Linked DNA regions of Mus musculus: region 1 is linked to region 2. A link is a contact called in public HiChIP or PLAC-seq data. All regions are on one chromosome and are shown on one strand. The core of a region is the stretch at or near the end of the contact, and the rest is flanking DNA. Distances in the headings are between cores, read along the strand shown.

The links. HiChIP or PLAC-seq counts read pairs in DNA pulled down with a chosen protein or histone mark.
Region 1: a contact with region 2 is called in an H3K4me3 HiChIP or PLAC-seq map of bone marrow-derived macrophages, with 10 times the contacts expected there. The contact joins two enhancer-like sites. A contact is called at or near these places in 1 of 39 promoter capture datasets (cranial neural crest) and 3 of 115 datasets of contacts at active chromatin or transcription factors (bone marrow-derived macrophages, effector CD8 T cells and large pre-B cells).

What each region holds. Positions count from the first base shown.
Region 1 is chr11:62,464,100-62,469,408 of GRCm38.p6, reverse strand. All of the region lies in intron 1 of Pigl (phosphatidylinositol glycan anchor biosynthesis, class L), which reads right to left. Among named protein-coding and RNA genes, the nearest start is that of Pigl, 8.3 kb to the right of the region's middle. Within about 2 kb of position 2,653, at least 105 of the 459 cell types and tissues checked have an H3K27ac peak or open chromatin away from gene starts, as enhancers often do. A contact at or near this core is called in bone marrow-derived macrophages, where this site is marked.
Region 2 is chr11:62,012,207-62,017,481 of GRCm38.p6, reverse strand. All of the region lies in intron 1 of Specc1 (sperm antigen with calponin homology and coiled-coil domains 1), which reads right to left. Among named protein-coding and RNA genes, the nearest start is that of Gm39988, 36 kb to the left of the region's middle. Within about 2 kb of position 3,796, at least 29 of the 459 cell types and tissues checked have an H3K27ac peak or open chromatin away from gene starts, as enhancers often do. A contact at or near this core is called in bone marrow-derived macrophages, where this site is marked.

The DNA of each region.
Region 1 (5,309 bases), core at 1,404-3,903, 450 kb before region 2:
CAAGGAGCTGTCTTTTTCTCATGACCATAGGCATATGTGTCCTAGATGGAACACGGAGCCTGAATGAGAACAGTGTCTGCTCACTGAGGTGAAGGTATAAAGTGTTTCCAGTCCTAAGTTCAAGGTGCCTGACCTGTAGTTGGCCACATCCATTCTACACTTCTGACACGGGAATGATGCTAGCATTTTGTTTTCCTACCCCTGAATCTTTAAGGTTCACAGGTAATGTTTGTCACTGTAGAATCTCACTTTGATCTCTGAAATGATCTCCTCTTCAACTACCATTTCTTTTATAGCTTTCCATCGTTTAATCAAACCTTCCGGTTTTACACTTACAAGTCTGGCACAGTTGGTTAGAGTTCTTAGCTAGCAAGCATGACTCCCTGGGGTTAATACCCAGGACTTGGGAGGTAAAGACAGAAGGATAAGAAGCTTAGGGTTATCTTCAGCTACACAGTGAGTTTGAGGCTAGCCCCGGTTAGATGAGACCTTGTAGCAACACAAAAACAAACAAGCACACACCTACCGCACCGACACAAAAGAAAATCACCTTTCCCAGGTCTAACTCAGCTGGGGATGTAGCTCAGTAGCAAAACCAAAGCAAAACAAAACAACAAACACTCCGAGTAAGTAAATAACCAGCAAGACAGCAATATTCTCTTTAAAAACTTATATTTGTGTGTGTATGTGTGCGCGCACATGTCATGCATGCACGAATGCATGTCGCAGCATGCATTCAGAGTATTGAAGAAAACTTTTGGGAGCTGGTTATTTCCTTCCACCATTTAGATCTTGGCGATCTAAACTCAGGTGTCAGGCTTGGTTACTGGTGTTTACCTGCTGGACCATTTTACCAGCCCAATATTTCTTTCTGAGACAGGTATTACTTATGTTGCCCAGACTGGCCCTGAACTCCTGGCTTCAAGTAATCTCTCTTTTTTCAGCCCTCCAAGTAGCTAGAACTCTAGGCATGTATCATCAGGTCCAGCTAACACCATCATTTTCTTTTCCTTCCCTTTTCCCTTCCTCTTCCTCTTCCTCTTCCTCTTCTCTTCTCTTCTCTTCTCTTCTCTTCTCTTCTCTTCTCTCCCTCCCTTCTTCCCTTCCTCACTCTTTCTGTCTGTCTGTCTTTCTGAGATAAGGTCTCATGTATCCTGTAGCCCAGGGTGCACTTGAACTACCTTTGCAGCCAAGGATGTCCTTGATCTCTTGGTCTTCTTGCTTTTACCTCCTAACCGCTTGGATTACCAGTATGCACTTGACTTAACAATAACATTTTTTTTTTTAAGAGTACACTGTCACTGTCTTCAGACACACCAGAAGAGGGCATCAGATCCTCTTTACAGATGGTTGTGAGCAGATTGTTTCCTGGGAATTGAACTTAGGATCCTGGAAGAGCAGTCAGTGCTCTTAACCGCTGAGCCATCTCTCTAGTCCAACAATAACAGTTTTACACGCACTTATACACTGTTTTCTGTTGTTATTGTTTTGTTGTTGTTGTTGTTGAGACAGAGTTTCTCTGTGCAGCTCTAGCTGTTCTAGAGCTCACTCACTCTGTAGATCAGGCTAGCCTCAAATTTACAGAGATCTGCCTGCCTCTGCCTTTCAAATGCTGGGATTAAAGGTGTAGGCAGGGCTTTACACTGTGAAGTTCTTTTTTTTTTTTAAAGATCGATTTATTTATTTATTTATTTATTTATTTATTTATTTATTTAATATGAGTACACTGTAGCTGTCTTCAGACACACCAGAAGAGGGCATCAGATCCCATTACAGATGGTTGTGAGTTACCATGTGGATGCTGGGAATTGAACTCAGGAAACTCAGGACCTCTGTAAGAGCAGTCAGTGCTCTTAACCACTGAGCCATCTCTCCAGCCCCCCTGTGTAGTTTTAAAATAGAGCTGAGGGCCTGTGAGATGGCTTAATGGATAAAGATATCTGCTGTAGCCTAGGCCCCACATGGAGGAAGGAGAATTGACTTCTGCTCTCTGACCTCCATAACACACACACACACACACACACACACACACACACACACACACACACACACACACATGCATACACATGAACACAAAACAAATAAATGTTAAAAAATAGGGTCAGAGTACAGGGTTATTTGGCATATAATTCCTAAGGTAACTGTAGTTATCAGGAAAAGGTAAGTAAACATACATTTTTCAAATGTATAAAGTCCTAATAAGAAGCTGGAGAGGCAGCTCAGGGGTTAAGAACACTTACTGCTCTTGTAGATTACTTGGATCTAGTTTCCAGCACCCTTATGGTGCCTCATAACTGCCTGTAACTAGTTCCAGGGGATTTGATGCCCTCTTCTGACCTCTTCAGGCATCAGGCATGCATGTGGAACACTTGTGTGCAGGAAAACATATTCATACACATAGGAAATCTTTAATTCTAATAAACTTGCAGTTAACCCGTCAGCACAAGAGCTTATGAAGGGAAGACGGCAGGGCATTTCCTTCTGTTAGTCACTGGGAAGCTCTGTACTCCTGGTTGCTGTGATCACATAGTAACCATATCATGTTGTGATGCAGCCACTTCCTCTTGGGGCTGACATGCCTCTCTGTAGGCCATCATGGAGCAGACTAAGGTAGTGACCTAGATCTAGTCATGGCAACAAAACAAGCAGAATAGCGATAACTAGGTCTGAGGTAAAGGAAATGGCCCTTCTAACAGGCCCTGCAGAAGGCAGGGAGTGACTTGAGACTGTCACTTGAGACTCAGCCACTCCTTCCTATCTCTGGCTGCATGTGGTCTTGTGGTCATGCTGCCCCTCTCCAGCCCCCAGCATCTAGGAGGGAGAAGGCCGGAAATAGTCAGCATTTCTGGGTTGGGGCTTTCTGGTGATGTGTCTGTCTTGGAGTCACCTATGCTCCTAAAAGGACCTTTTGTAAGGTCACTGGCTCATCACCTAGACTTGGAAAGAAGCATTTCTTTGGTGTGTTGGTCTGGGGTCAATATTCATGTCTCCCCAGCAGAAGCCATGGGATATAGTCTCTGTATTTAGACAGTAATGTGTTGCACATGCCTGTGTTCATGCAGGAGGAGGCCAGAGGTTGATGTTAACTGTCTTCCTTTATCATCCTCCACTTTATTTTATCTTTTGGTTTCTCAAGACAGGGTTTTTCTGTATAGCTCTGGCTGTCCTAGAACTTGGTCTTAGATCAGGCTGGCCTTGAACTCAGAAATCCCGTCTTTGCTTCCTGAGTACCATCCACCACAGCCCAAAAATTATTTTTGGGGACAGGGTTTCTCACTGAACCTGGAGCTCTCCATGGGCCAGGCTGGCCGGCCAATGAGCTCCAGGGATGGGATTTTCTTGTTCTCCCCCATCGGGCAGTGCTGGGTATATAGATAAGTGCCCAAGGTCTATGTGGCTGCTAGGGATCTGAGCTCAGCTTCTTATGCTTGAGCCCTCTTCCCAGCCCTTGAAATCATATTCTCATGTTTTTAAATATTACTAATTTATTCCATTCCCTTTAAAAAGTTTTCTTCTAAAGTTATTAGATGTATTCATTTTATATGTGTGTTTTTAGCCTAACACGTATGTGCACCATGTGCTTACATGATATCCATGGAGGTCAGATGAAAGCATATGATCCCCTGGAACTGCAATTACGGTTGTGAACCACCATGTGGGTGCTGGGGATTGAACCCGGGTCTTCTGCCAGAGCAGCAATCACTCTTACTCAACGAGCCATCCTTCCATCCCCAAGTTATTCCATTCTTAACAGAATACAATCAATACTTGAGAATTTTTTTAATAAAAAGAAATTTCAAATGTATTTGGTTAGAAAAAACAGCATTAAACTGTCATTTTCTCTCTCTGTTCCACTCGAAGATAAGGCCTTATGTAACCAAAGTTGGCCCAAAGTCAGAGGATAACCTTGAACTCCATCCTTCCACCTATACCTACCAGGCACTGGGGCTATGGCCATCACATGTGCCTTAGATTACACCTTTAGGCTGAGTTTAAATGTTTCTAAGAAGGAACACTGTGAAGAGTTGTTAATGACTAAAAAGGAATTTAAAATAACTCAGTAAGCTTTATTTTAGGAAATACGGTGAGTCAGATGTCTGCTGAAATGCTGACCAGGTGAGATCAGAGGCAATCACATTTGAGAATATATGACTGAGGAGAAAGTTAGGGCAACATTTGCAGAATGGAAACAAAGTAGCCCAAGTCCCGAGGGATTAGATCCAGGGCAAGTAGCAGCTGCACACATTGTTCTGCAACCAGGCTTGGACCATAGCTACAAATGAGGGACCTCTACACAAAGAAAACCTTCAAAAACCTCCACTTTCAGAGATGGACAAACAGCAACCACAAAGCCCACCCTACACAGCGATGCTTAGACTTCACTTCTTTAGGAGGTAAATTAAGAAAAATGTTAGTCCTCAGGCTTAGACTCCCATTCAACTTCCCTTGGTTTGAGTGAGTCTACTCTAAAAATAGCTCCAACAGTATCTCTAGCACCACATGAATCTCCAGGAGCCTGATGCTGCCTATCAGCAGATGGCATAGACTTCTCTCCAAGGACCTAGATGAGATTTGGGCCCACTTCAACAGAGGAAATGCAGCAGAAATGAGACTGGAGGATTTCTAAAGCAGCAACATGGCTGCCCCTAGATTCTCTCTCCGGACACCTGCTCCGGAACCCAGCTACTCTGTTGTCAAGGAGCAGAAAGTTACTTGGACAACACATCACATGTAGAGGTTCTTACTGAAATTGCAGCTCCTGGTTTGGGGGCCCTCAACTGAGGTTCTCATTATGAACTAGATACTGTGCTTTGTCTGTAACCATGCGACACTTGGGTTTGGACCCTCGACTTATACTACTTTTCTGATTAAAAATCTTGAGTGATCTGGGGCAGGCAATGGCTTTAGCCAAGGCAAATGTAAAACATCAGGGGTGGGGAAGATGACTCAGTAGGTAAGAGTGCTTGCTGCTCAAGGCCAAGGACCAGAGTTTGAATCCCTAGTACACACATACAAAACCTCTGTGGTCACTATACCTGTATTCCTAGTGCTGTGGCAGGGCTGGAGACAGAGGCTTGGTAGCTGCCAGCCTAGCTCTAGGTTCAGTGAGAGACCTTGTCTAAAAAGGAATGAGGCAGAGTTATAGAACAGAATACCCTCTGTCCTCTTCTGGCCTCTGCATGTGCATAGCAGCACACACAAATGTACATATAACACTCACTCACACATACAAAAATACATATTGGAAAAATTGAATCATTAATCTGTTACCACAAATCTGGTAACACATGTGCACATAACATATAAGG
Region 2 (5,275 bases), core at 2,547-5,046:
ATTTTATTTTATTTTATTTTATTTTTGAGAATGAAATGTTCCTCCTCAGAGTCTAAAGTTTGTGTATGCCACATGCTAGCTGGTATGTTCTGGAATAATTGTTACATTTTAAGCACAGCTAGAACTCAGTTTGGTCCCCTCAAAAAGGCCAATGAGACAGGCTCACCTGCCTCCTGCAAAGCTCCAGCAGCTGCACTCCGGAAGTGCAGCTTGAGAGTCAGAAGTCTGGTGGACTTCTCAGAGGGCCACAGCATCAGGCATCCACTGCTTTTGTCTTTCCCCACTGCCTCTCTGACCACAGGAAGCCATCATCAGAGATGTCAACACCAGTTCTACAAACCCATGGCTGCCTCATGCTGGATATATTGCAAACGAAGGCCATAAGAAACTTCACAGAAGTCACCAAGACTGTCCTCATGCTTTCAGGAAGCAGGATACTGTAGACACACACATGCCACCCAAACCCACTCAACCCAAAACTGTGGTGTTATCTGAGATAGCGTCACATTATGTAGCCCAGGCTGAACTCAAAATCACTATCTTCCCATGGTGTGGTGGCCCATGCCTTTATTTCCAGCACTAAGGAGACAGAGGCAGGGGACATCTCAGTGAATTTCAAGCTAGCCAGGGCTACACAGTGGGACTGTCTCTGGGTGGATGGATGGATGGATGGATGGATGGATGGATAGATAGATAGATAGATAGATATGGATACATTAGATTAGATAGACAGATGAATAAATACACGATAGATGGACAGACAGATGATTGATAGAGATAGATAGATAGATAGATAGATAGATAGATAGATAGATAGATAGATAGATAGATAGATAAATGAGGGGGGTCCTTTGCCTCTGGAATGCTGAGACTATAGGTGTGAGCCACTATCCTCAGCTACAACCCCTTCAGATTCAGAGAGCTGGTGTCAACTTGTCATCATGGAGGGAACATACAACACCAATATAAGCTTCACAGGTCACATGATGAGACATCCCCCAATGGCTCACTTATTATGATATTTTAACCATGATTTCCTCTCTTCTCCCTGAAGGTACATGCTCAGTTCTGCTGACCTCACCACTCGTCCTTATCATACATCAAATGCAGGGGTTTCACTGAACAAAGGCCCGAGCTAATCTGATTGCTGACTCTGCGTGTGTGTATTCATGCATGCAAACTCATGCAATAGTAGGTATATAAGGAGAAGATATGCAAGAGAATAGGGTAAATGTTAAGCACGGTAAAACTCAGAACTGCCAGAGAAAGAACAAGACTAGTCTTTGGCTCCTCTTGCCTCCTGCTCCAGGATGGCCATTTCTTGGATATGATGCCTTCAGAGTCCTACAGACTCCAAGACATTCATGAAGGTCTCCTATCAGGTAGAGATGAATCTTCAACAGCATTTCCGTACTTGGTAAAACAACCCAAGGTCCTATAAGATTGAAAAGCTAAGCATAGAAGGTCTCGGTTGAACTCCCACCACAAGGGATGCTGTGGTCCAGGTGTCAGGGAGTCTGTCTGTCCATCTGCGAGGCTGCAAGGCTTCCTCAATCTAGGGTTAGAAAGGGAGGTAGGAACTGGGTTGCAAGACACTAAAGAGCTATTTCCTCAGGAAAGCCAACCTTCTCCCAGCATGCTCCCCATGCCTTCTGGGATTCCTTAACAACTTGGCTCCAATACCTTGAAGCTACAAAGGACCATGGTGGTAATAGTCTCACTATCCAAGGATGGAGGTAGCCCACCTGGGGTTGGCTCCCATCGTGGTCCCCAAAGCTGTGGAGTGCCTGCAGAGCTGTATACAGCAGGGACCTCAGCTACCCCAGGAAGTGTGCCGGCTGGGAACAAAAGCCATGTGGAGTCTGTGTAGTACTTACCATCACTCCTGGGATCCACCTTGAACAGCCAGGGAAGGCAGAATTTAACAGGAGCCTCCAAAGACATGGAGAACCCTGGGACCTCATTTACATTACAGCTACATTGTCACCATGGTGTCCTGAGTGTCAAGGATACCCACCATTCCCTGGTGAACAGTGAAAGTCCAGCCCTCACACACGCATAGGGCTGTGGGTGGCTGTCCCTTCTCAGAACATGGGGAGTCCTGGATTTCTTTATTGTTGCCGGATTAAACTGAAATCGGCGACACAGCTATTTCTTTTTTGTTCTCACATTCCTGAACTCCTTTTTGCCTAACCCACAGGCTTTAGCGATCTTCCCGGAGCGCCAGCTGGCTAATGAAAGCGACTGCTGTGCTTTGCAGGGTAACGTATTCAGCAACCTGCATTATGCCCCATCTCAAATGCGTCTCAGGTTGTGTTTTAAATACATATAAAACCCACGCACTGAGCGATGATTCTTTCTACTGCTCCCAGATTACCTGGTTGTAACCCACTCCCTGCACCATCCTCAAAAGTAATTTTATGGGGACAGTGAGTACAGCATCTGCCCCTAGAGCGGTGGGATATAAACAGTTATAGTACAGTCCTGTTTCCTAAGGGCAGGCTTGTGATGAAGAATCAATTTCATCTGACTGTCCATGAGCAGGGCATGGGTCTGTCCTAAAGCCACCAGCTCTTTACTTCAGAGTAGAAGATACTAAGTGTTCTATATGTTGCCCTGGCTCTCTTCTGTCCACTCCTGCCAGCCTCTTGGCACACAGACCCCCGCCCCCAGGCACATCCATTGCAGGGAAACCATCACCCAGACTCCACTTAGACCCTAGAACAACAGGCTTCCCTTCCCGCATCCTTTCTTCCTAACTCCCTTCTCTGGGGAACCGTCCTTAGACAACAGGTCCTAACAGTACCCTGTGCCCAAACTCCTGTTTACCTCAGGAAAGTCCCCACCACAGCCCAGAGGCCCTGGAGAGAGACAGACTCATTGGTGATCAGTCTTCTGAGGCCAGCTTCGGCACCACAATACATTTTAAAGGTGAACCACAGACTGAAACTTGAAATCTAAGACCAGAAAGAATCTGAGAGAGCAGGATGAAGTCTCTGTGACCATGAGTTAGACAAAGATTTTATGTACAAGTTCTTCGGTATGAGGCCAAATGCATGATTGGAAGAATAAAATCTAGGACCCTCCCAGTGCCCAGGAGTCCAAAGTTACATTGACCACACAGTGAAGTCAGCCTGGGCTATATAAGACCCTGTTTCAAAATACCAAAAAAAATCAAAACAAAACACCCAAAACAAAACAAACAATAACATAACCCCACAAACAAACAAAAAACAAAAACAAAAATCTAAAACAAGACTCCTTATAGATTGGAATTTATCAAATATAAACTTCTGCTCTTCAAAAGATGCTGCTAAGAAACTAATAGCCACAGAACACGAACCTGGAAGGCATTTTGCAAAGAACTCATGAGATTCAACCAAAGAAATAAGAGACACAACACAACAGCAATATGCACACTTCAAGAAAATATAAATAAGCCCTTCAACAACAAATATCTGGTTTGGGGTACTGTTTGTTTGTTTGCTTGTTTGTTTGTTTGTTTGAAAACAGGGTCTCTTTGGCTGTCCTGGAACTCACTCTGTAAACCAGGTTAGCCTCAAAGTCACAGAGATTCTCCTGCCTCTGCCTGCTACAATGGGAGATGAAAGGAACACAACAGCTGAATGGCTTTATTCTTTCACCTGTCTAGCAAGCATTCTGGGACTACTGTGTGTACCTCAGGCACTATGGCAGGCATCAGGGCACAAGGATGGGCAAGTCCAGTCCCACCCTTCCCACCTGGGTTCAGGGTCCAATATAGGGAACAGAAAATACAGACTGTCAAAAAAGGGAAGAGCTTACCCAAGAAGGGATACGCCCAAGACAAGAGGGAAAGGTTCTGGGTGACGTTGCCTATGGTAGGGGGGAACAGCAGCATCAGAGAAGGAGACACCACAGCAGGAGATGGGAAGCAAGCAGGTGGTGCTCAGTGCTTCAGGTGGACCTAGGAGGCCATGCTCACACATCATCTGCCCTGGTCCTGCCAGAGGGACACAGCCCTCCTCACAGAGGGTCCACGAGACCATCAAAGCACTCAGCAGCACAGGAAGGTTCAGTGTCTCCCCATGCAGGGGTTCCAGTAGCATAGGAAGCCATCAGAAAAGGACACTGTCCACAGTGCCTTGGGAGCCTGAGTACCCCAGAGGTCCTTACAATGCCGGGCTCAGTGGACACTTACAACCTAAAAGCATCTCTCAAGGTCCTACCTTTAATGTCCCCTTTCTCTCCCACCCTACCTCTACTTCCCCGTAGGGGAGATGGAAAAGGCTACTCATCTTTTTTTCTGAAGCAGACCTGGCTATTTCAGGCCTCCCAGTTCTCATGAGGAGGTTGTTACTGCAGCAACCAGGTATGACTTCCACACAGACCTGCCTCAGGGGAACCCCTGTTCCCCAAGTCGTGATGCATTGCTGGCTTACCTTGTGCACTCTCAGAATTAATAGATGTCCTCCTGTCTCTTTCTGCCATCCCTCCGGCAGCACAGTTAATGTCTCAGCCTAATACATTTCCTTCCTCCTTATAAACAGCATTCTCTGTGACCGAACCCACCCCGCCTTTAGCCTTCCCAACAGGGCGTTTTAAATTTTAATTGTTACATTTGGCTTCATTTCACTTTCCTTGTTTCTCACACCTTAATTTGGTGTTTCCATCTGTCTGTTAAGAACGTAAGCTTTGGGGAAATTGCAGAAGTCTTGGTGGCTGGCAGTGGCAACAACCGTGAGAAGAGGAATTATAACTAAGGTCTGTAGTCCTGTCAAAGAAAAGATGAAAAAAAGAACTAGAGAGGTGAGATTAGCTTGAGGTGAGGGGGCTGCATGTCGGAAAATCCCCAGTAAAGATGCAGACACTAGAGAAAGTACCCAAGGAGCTAAAGGGATCTGCAACCCTATAGGTGAAACAACATTATGAACTAACCAGTACCCCGGAGCTCTTGACTCTAGCTGCATATGTATCAAAAGATGGCCTAGTCGGCCATCACTGGAAAGAGAGGCCCATTGGACACACAAAATTTATATGCCCCAGTACAGGGGAACGCCAGGGCCAAAAAGGGGAAGTGGGTGGGTAGGGGAGTGGGGGTGGGTGGGTATGGGGGACTTTTGGTATAGCATTGGAAATGTAAATGAGCTAAATACCTAATTAAAAAAAAAAGATGCAGACACTCCACAGGTGCTTCCCAGAATAGCCACAACTTCACGTCCCTCCTCTGTAACTCTTCCCCCCGGCACCCTCCGGGTGATGTCATAGTGACACAGTAGCCGATGAGACTCTTCAG